Regions from separate parts of the Zea mays genome. Here region 1 is linked to region 2. A link is a contact called in public Hi-C data. All regions are on one chromosome and are shown on one strand. Each heading gives the region's core, a stretch centred on a gene start, on an enhancer-like site or on the middle of the called end of the contact. The rest is flanking DNA. Distances are from core to core; before and after follow the strand shown.

Region 1 (2,901 bases), core at 165-2,664, 250 kb before region 2:
CATAAAAAAGGACCAGTTCCTTCCATGGCCTATATGTATGCATTCTCTCTCGTCACCATGCTCTCTCCGCGCTCGCATTCACACGCTGTTGCAACGAAAATGATTTGTTAGTTAGCCTAAGGGCATGTACAGTGGAGAGACACCAAAACGGTTCTCCAAGCACAGGAGACAACTAAGAGACTTTATTGTACAATGGAGTATCTATAAACGTAGTCTATTAATAAATACAGAATTAAATGTATTTGTATAGCATCAGATCGATAGAACAGACGACAAATTCGTACAGTGGGAAGTGAGGCGTCTGTTGTTACTTGGTTTACGAGCCAGAGGCGTCTCTTCACGGAGAGACGGCTCTAAGATTATTTTGCAAATAACCCCCCTAAAACACCTTAAGAGCCCCTACATTAAACACCACTGTATATGCCCTAATATATTAGCGTAGGTAGGAAGGAGCAGTAGAGGGGATAAGGGAGGCAGGTAGGATAGGACTCGATTATCAGAGTTCTGTTTCTAGATAGTACCAGCCACCAGGAGGCCGCAATCACACACTACAGCCAGTCAGGCCCACACACACGCCGCCCACACACACGCCTGTAAGGACGACGGACGGGACGAGTCTGCTTTGCTGTGTGATGTATCTCATCCGGAGTCGCACCATCTTGCTTGTATGATGTCCCTATCTCAGCCACGTCTCCCTGGTTGGTGACACTCCTCGGTTCCCCAAGCAGATGCAAATGGAAAGCACTGACGAAGCGCCTCCTGGTCCTCCCATGTTGCAAGTTCAAGTGGAAGCCCAGACCATTCCACCAGGACTTGCTGCACCAGACGGTTACTCTTGGACAGGTCACGAGTTTGCAGCACACGAATTGGCACACGGCGCTCTGGAAGTGACGCCCGAAGCGTTGGGAAGCTGTTCCTTTAAAATCAGCAGCAAGCTTCAATTGTGAGACACGAACCAATGGGTGTATGTACTTGAAACTCAGCTTGTGGTGAGCTCGCGACATCACAGATGATTGAGCATAGGGCTGTAGTTTTAAGTATACTCAATCCCCAATTGCAAAGGAACGCTCAGAACGATGTTGATCTGCTTGTTTCTTCATTCTAGCCTGAGCCTTCGAAAGAGGAAGACCCCCAACACTAGCTATAGCATCAGGCGGCATGAGACCATAAACAACTTTACAAATTTAATTTCGTACCCTTAGTTTTGCGACCTTCCTCATTTCTACCCTAAGCCGTATTTTTTTCTTAGTTTTACTCTTCTATTTCATAGACTGGAAGAACAAAACTAATAAAAAAATATAAATAAGGATAAAAATAAAGACATCAGCAAAACTAAGGACACCAACTCAAAAAAAACCCGATCTATATAAAGCCAGCAGATGGACCGAGCTCTATAGAGCCCATCCTCTGCTTCGGCACCAGCAGCTAACCGTCCAGAGAACAGAACAGAGATGACCACCAGCGTCCCCGTCCCTCTGGCTTCACAGCCACAGGCGCCGCAGCGCAAGCCACGGACCTACACCCCGAGCCCATGGGGTGACTTCTTCCTCCACCACACCCCATGCACTCCGTCACAGGTAAATACATACATACATGCTGCTCTGTCTACGTCATGGGGTGGCCGCATCTACTTTCAACGTCTTGTTCTGTCGCAGCTCTTGTCGATGAAGGAGAGGGCAAAGGTCAAGGAGCAACAGGTGAGGCAGATCATACAGGAAACAATGGCCTCCTCCAACCTGCTTCGGAAGTTGGAGCTTGTGGACACGCTGCAGCGTCTCGGGGTGGACTACCGCTACTACGAGGAGATCGACCAGTTGCTTCGCTCTGTCTACGACGACGGCGACAAGGATGGAGGCGGCTCCGACGATCTCTACCTCACCTCGCTGCGGTTCTACTTGCTCAGGAAGCATGGGTATACAACCTCTTCAGGTAATACGAAGGCAAAACACAGTTCCTTCCTTTAAACTTTGAATGAATGAATGTTCAAATAGTACGTGGACGAGCGACACAGATGTGTTCGAGAAATTCAGGGACGAGCGCGGGAGCGTCTCGAGCGACGATGCCAGCTGCTTGCTCATGCTGTATGACGCTGCTCATACGAGAACTCACGGGGAGGAGATTCTTGACGACATCATCGCTTGGAGCAAGAGCCGCCTGCAATCCCTGCTGGAGGAGAAGAACCTGGAGCCAGAGCTTGCCGAGGAGGTGAGGTGCGCTTTGGAGACGCCTCGGTTCAGGCGGGTGAAGCGAGTGGAGGCGAGGCGCTACATCTCCGCGTACGAGAAGAAGGGCGGGCGAGATGGGACCATACTAGAGTTCGCCAAGCTGGACTACAACATCTCGCAAGCTATCTACTGTGATGAACTGAAAGAACTTACAGTGTAAGCAAACTACGCATCACAGTATCGTCGTCACACTGATGTTTGCTTGATTATTATTAACAAACAGTAATAATTAATGTTGACGGGTTTGCTAAACCCACTAAATTTAAATAGTACTCCCTCCCGTTTTTTTTATTGTCGTGGTTTAGTTCAAAAATATACTAGCGAACGACAAATATTCGAGAATGGAGGGTAGTAATAAAAATAGAGATTTTACTCACTAATGTATATATAGATGGTGGAAGGATTTCCAATCACATATAGATATGCGCTTCACGCGGGACAGATTGGTGGAGCTTCATTTCTGGATGCTCGGAGTCATACATGAGCCATATTACTCGTATTCGCGGATCATGATGACCAAGTTCTTCATATTTGGAAACTTTTTCGATGACCTTTACGACAACTATGGCACCACAGAGGAGAGCGATGTCTTCACCGCAGCCATGGAAAGGTCGGTTACATTTATTTCAAATTATTACACAGCTAGCATCATCTCGGGGGTGGACAAAATATTTAC
Region 2 (2,919 bases), core at 399-2,898:
TTTGTAGTTGTTTGCTCCACATATTACAACCATTTGATTGTAAATTGCTTATTTGAGACCCTAAACGAATTCAAATAAAAAAGTTGTCAACTACAAAGATAAATAACTTTTGAAGTTCTACAACTTTTATTTTGACACTTTTTCATCCGAGGTAGTTTGCAAAATTTGAATTTTAAACTTGACATACTTAGATTCAATTTTTGAGAACCGAAATGAGTTCAAATAAAAAAGTTGTCAACTACAAAGTTTCGTAACTTTTAGAGATCTACAACTTTTATTTTGGTGGTTTTGTCATACGAGGCCGTTTGAAAAACTCGAAAAATTAAGGATAAAAATGATTTTTAGTGGCGGTTCCTTAAGAAAACCGCCACTAGAAATCGTATTTCTACTGGCGGTTCCTTAAGAAAACTGCCACTACAAATCATGGATTTCTACTGGCGGTTTTCTAAAGGAACCGCCAGTAGAAATACGATTTCTAGTGGCGGTTTTCTTAAGGAACCGCCACTAGAAATAACACAGTCGGTGGATAACCGAATCCGTCTGTAAAAATATATCGTCCCCGCAGGCTTTGAGCCTTTTTCTACTAGTGCAATAATCATGGATTAGGAGAATATTTTGGAAACACTAGTGTCATGGTGTTTGAACACACTTACATGCGGCTAGCTACAAGGAAATTAACTAGGGAAATCGAGAGTATGACGCAGGTAAATGAACATTGTTAAGGAGGGTACATGCTTATAACTTATATACTTGGTTTAGGGCACAAGCATATTGCAGTTAGTATTTATTTAGCCGTTAGAGCAACTCCAATAGTTCTCTAAACAACTCTCTAAATCTTAAATTTAAGAAGTGAACAGAAAAATGCTTCTCCAATGGTTCTCTAAATAGACTTGCTAAATTTACTTAGTTGCTATTCAACTCTATTTACTCTCCACATTTAGCAACTCGGTAGGAACTCCCTAAATACAGTTGACGTCAATTTCTTCACACTAGCGTGATTATTTTTCCCTTTCCTACACAGTGAGATAGCCAGGTATAGCACACTCTTTTTTCATTTTCTAGCATAATGAGGTAGCTAGGTCAAACACGTATGACACAAGTTTCTCCTTCATCGTCGAACCCAACTTTCTTATAGGTTGCGCCACCAGACCACCATTCATCCATAGTTCATATCGACCGACCTTTTTTCTTCCGCCCTCATATCTTCTGCTCTCAACCTTATTATCAGGCAGATCTCATAGGGGCAGGGCCGCTAAAGTTAGATTCAAAATCGAACTACTTCCTAAATATGAGCAACTATTGGAGACTAAGTTATTTTTTACTTCCAATAGCTATTTAGCAACTTGCTAAACATGATTTTAGCAAGCTATTTTTTAGAGAACTACTGAAGTTGCTCTTAGCCTCCTCTAGTTTTATATTCAAAGCGGAAGTAAAGTATTATTCGTACTAAAAGTAGTAGGACTGGAAATTGGCGTAAAAAACGTGGGAAATTAACTAAAGTGACAAATGGAGAAGTCCCATCCTACCTACCAAAGACTCTCTATTAATAACAGAAAGAGATTCTAAATAAAGCACATCGACCATCTGTACGACAAATATAGGGGTCTATGTATATATCGCGTTAGCTGACAAATCTATACTAGTCGTCGTCGCCGGAGATCGCATGCCAGCGCGCGACACGACGGCGCATGGCAATTGACCGCCTGACTTGACTAGCTCGCCGCGCCCCTTTGCCAGATTGCCAGTTGCCACAGCCAATTCTCTTCTCCTACCAACGTCGTCTTCGTCACCCACGAGCAGCAGCAGTCGCACGTACGACCACGCCGACGCCCTCGTCCCCACGCCACTCCCTTGCTGCCTTGCCTCCTCCTCCACCTGCATGCCTATATATCCCAACCCTAACTTCTGCCTTCTTCCCCACCAAACCCCACGGAGCTCGATCTGCAGCCTTCGATCTGTCAGTGTCCACTGACCAGTCAGCTGCAGCTCGCAGGCTCGTAGCCGCTAGCTCGACCTCTAGGCTCTAGCTCCAACTTCCCCGCTGTGTTAATCTAGCGATCGGCAAGTCATGGGCAGCTTGGACACCAATCCTAACGCCTTCTCCGCCTTCGGCGTCGACGCCACCACCGGCTTCCAGCCCCTCCACCCCGACGACGTCCGCGCCTACCTCCACAAGGCCGTCGACTTCATCTCCGACTACTACAAGTCCGTCGAGTCACTGCCCGTGCTGCCGGACGTCAAGCCAGGGTACCTGCGGCAGCAGCTAAGGTCCGCGCCGCCCACGTCCTCCGCCCCGTTCGACGTCACCATGAAGGAGCTGACGGACTCCGTCGTCCCCGGCATGACCCACTGGGCCAGCCCAAACTTCTTCGCCTTCTTCCCGTCCACCAACAGCGCCGCGGCCATCGCCGGCGACCTCATCGCGTCCGCCATGAACACCGTCGGCTTCACGTGGCAGGCCGCGCCAGCCGCCACGGAGATGGAGGTCCTCGCGCTCGACTGGCTCGCGCAGCTCCTGCGCCTGCCGCCCAGCTTCATGAACCGCACCGGCGCAGCTGGGCGCGGCACCGGCGGCGGCGTCATCCTCGGCACCACTAGCGAGGCCATGCTCGTCACGCTCGTCGCCGCGCGTGACGCCGCCCTCCGCCGGACTGGCTCCCAGGGCGTGTCCGGCCTTCCGCGGCTGGCTGTCTACGCCGCCGACCAGACGCACTCCACCTTCTTCAAGGCGTGCCGCCTCGCCGGCTTCGACCCGGCCAACATTCGCTCCATCCCCACCGGCCCCGAGACGGACTACGCCCTCGACCCGGCCAGGCTCTTCGAGGTCATGCAGGCCGACGTCGACGCCGGCCTCGTGCCGACCTACGTCTGCGCCACGGTCGGCACCACGTCGTCCAACGCCGTCGACCCGGTCGGAGC

Evidence for each region. A called contact is a pair of places that touch in the nucleus more often than the background predicts.
Region 1: a Hi-C map of leaf shows a contact between it and region 2, with 7 times the contacts expected there. The contact joins the promoter of LOC103641187 here to the promoter of LOC100383025 in region 2. A contact is called at or near these places in 3 of 25 Hi-C or Micro-C datasets (ear, leaf and tassel).

The regions. Positions count from the first base shown.
Region 1 is chr10:84,749,199-84,752,099 of Zm-B73-REFERENCE-NAM-5.0, reverse strand. LOC103641187 ((E)-beta-farnesene synthase-like) reads left to right here and starts at 1,414. Exons shown (of 7, transcript NM_001364649.1): 1 at 1,414-1,577; 2 at 1,656-1,929; 3 at 2,012-2,381; 4 at 2,617-2,835. The coding sequence starts at 1,452.
Region 2 is chr10:84,497,093-84,500,011 of Zm-B73-REFERENCE-NAM-5.0, reverse strand. It overlaps LOC100383025 (Tyrosine decarboxylase 1), which reads left to right and starts at 1,648. Exons shown (of 1, transcript NM_001175704.1): 1 at 1,648-2,919. The coding sequence starts at 2,069.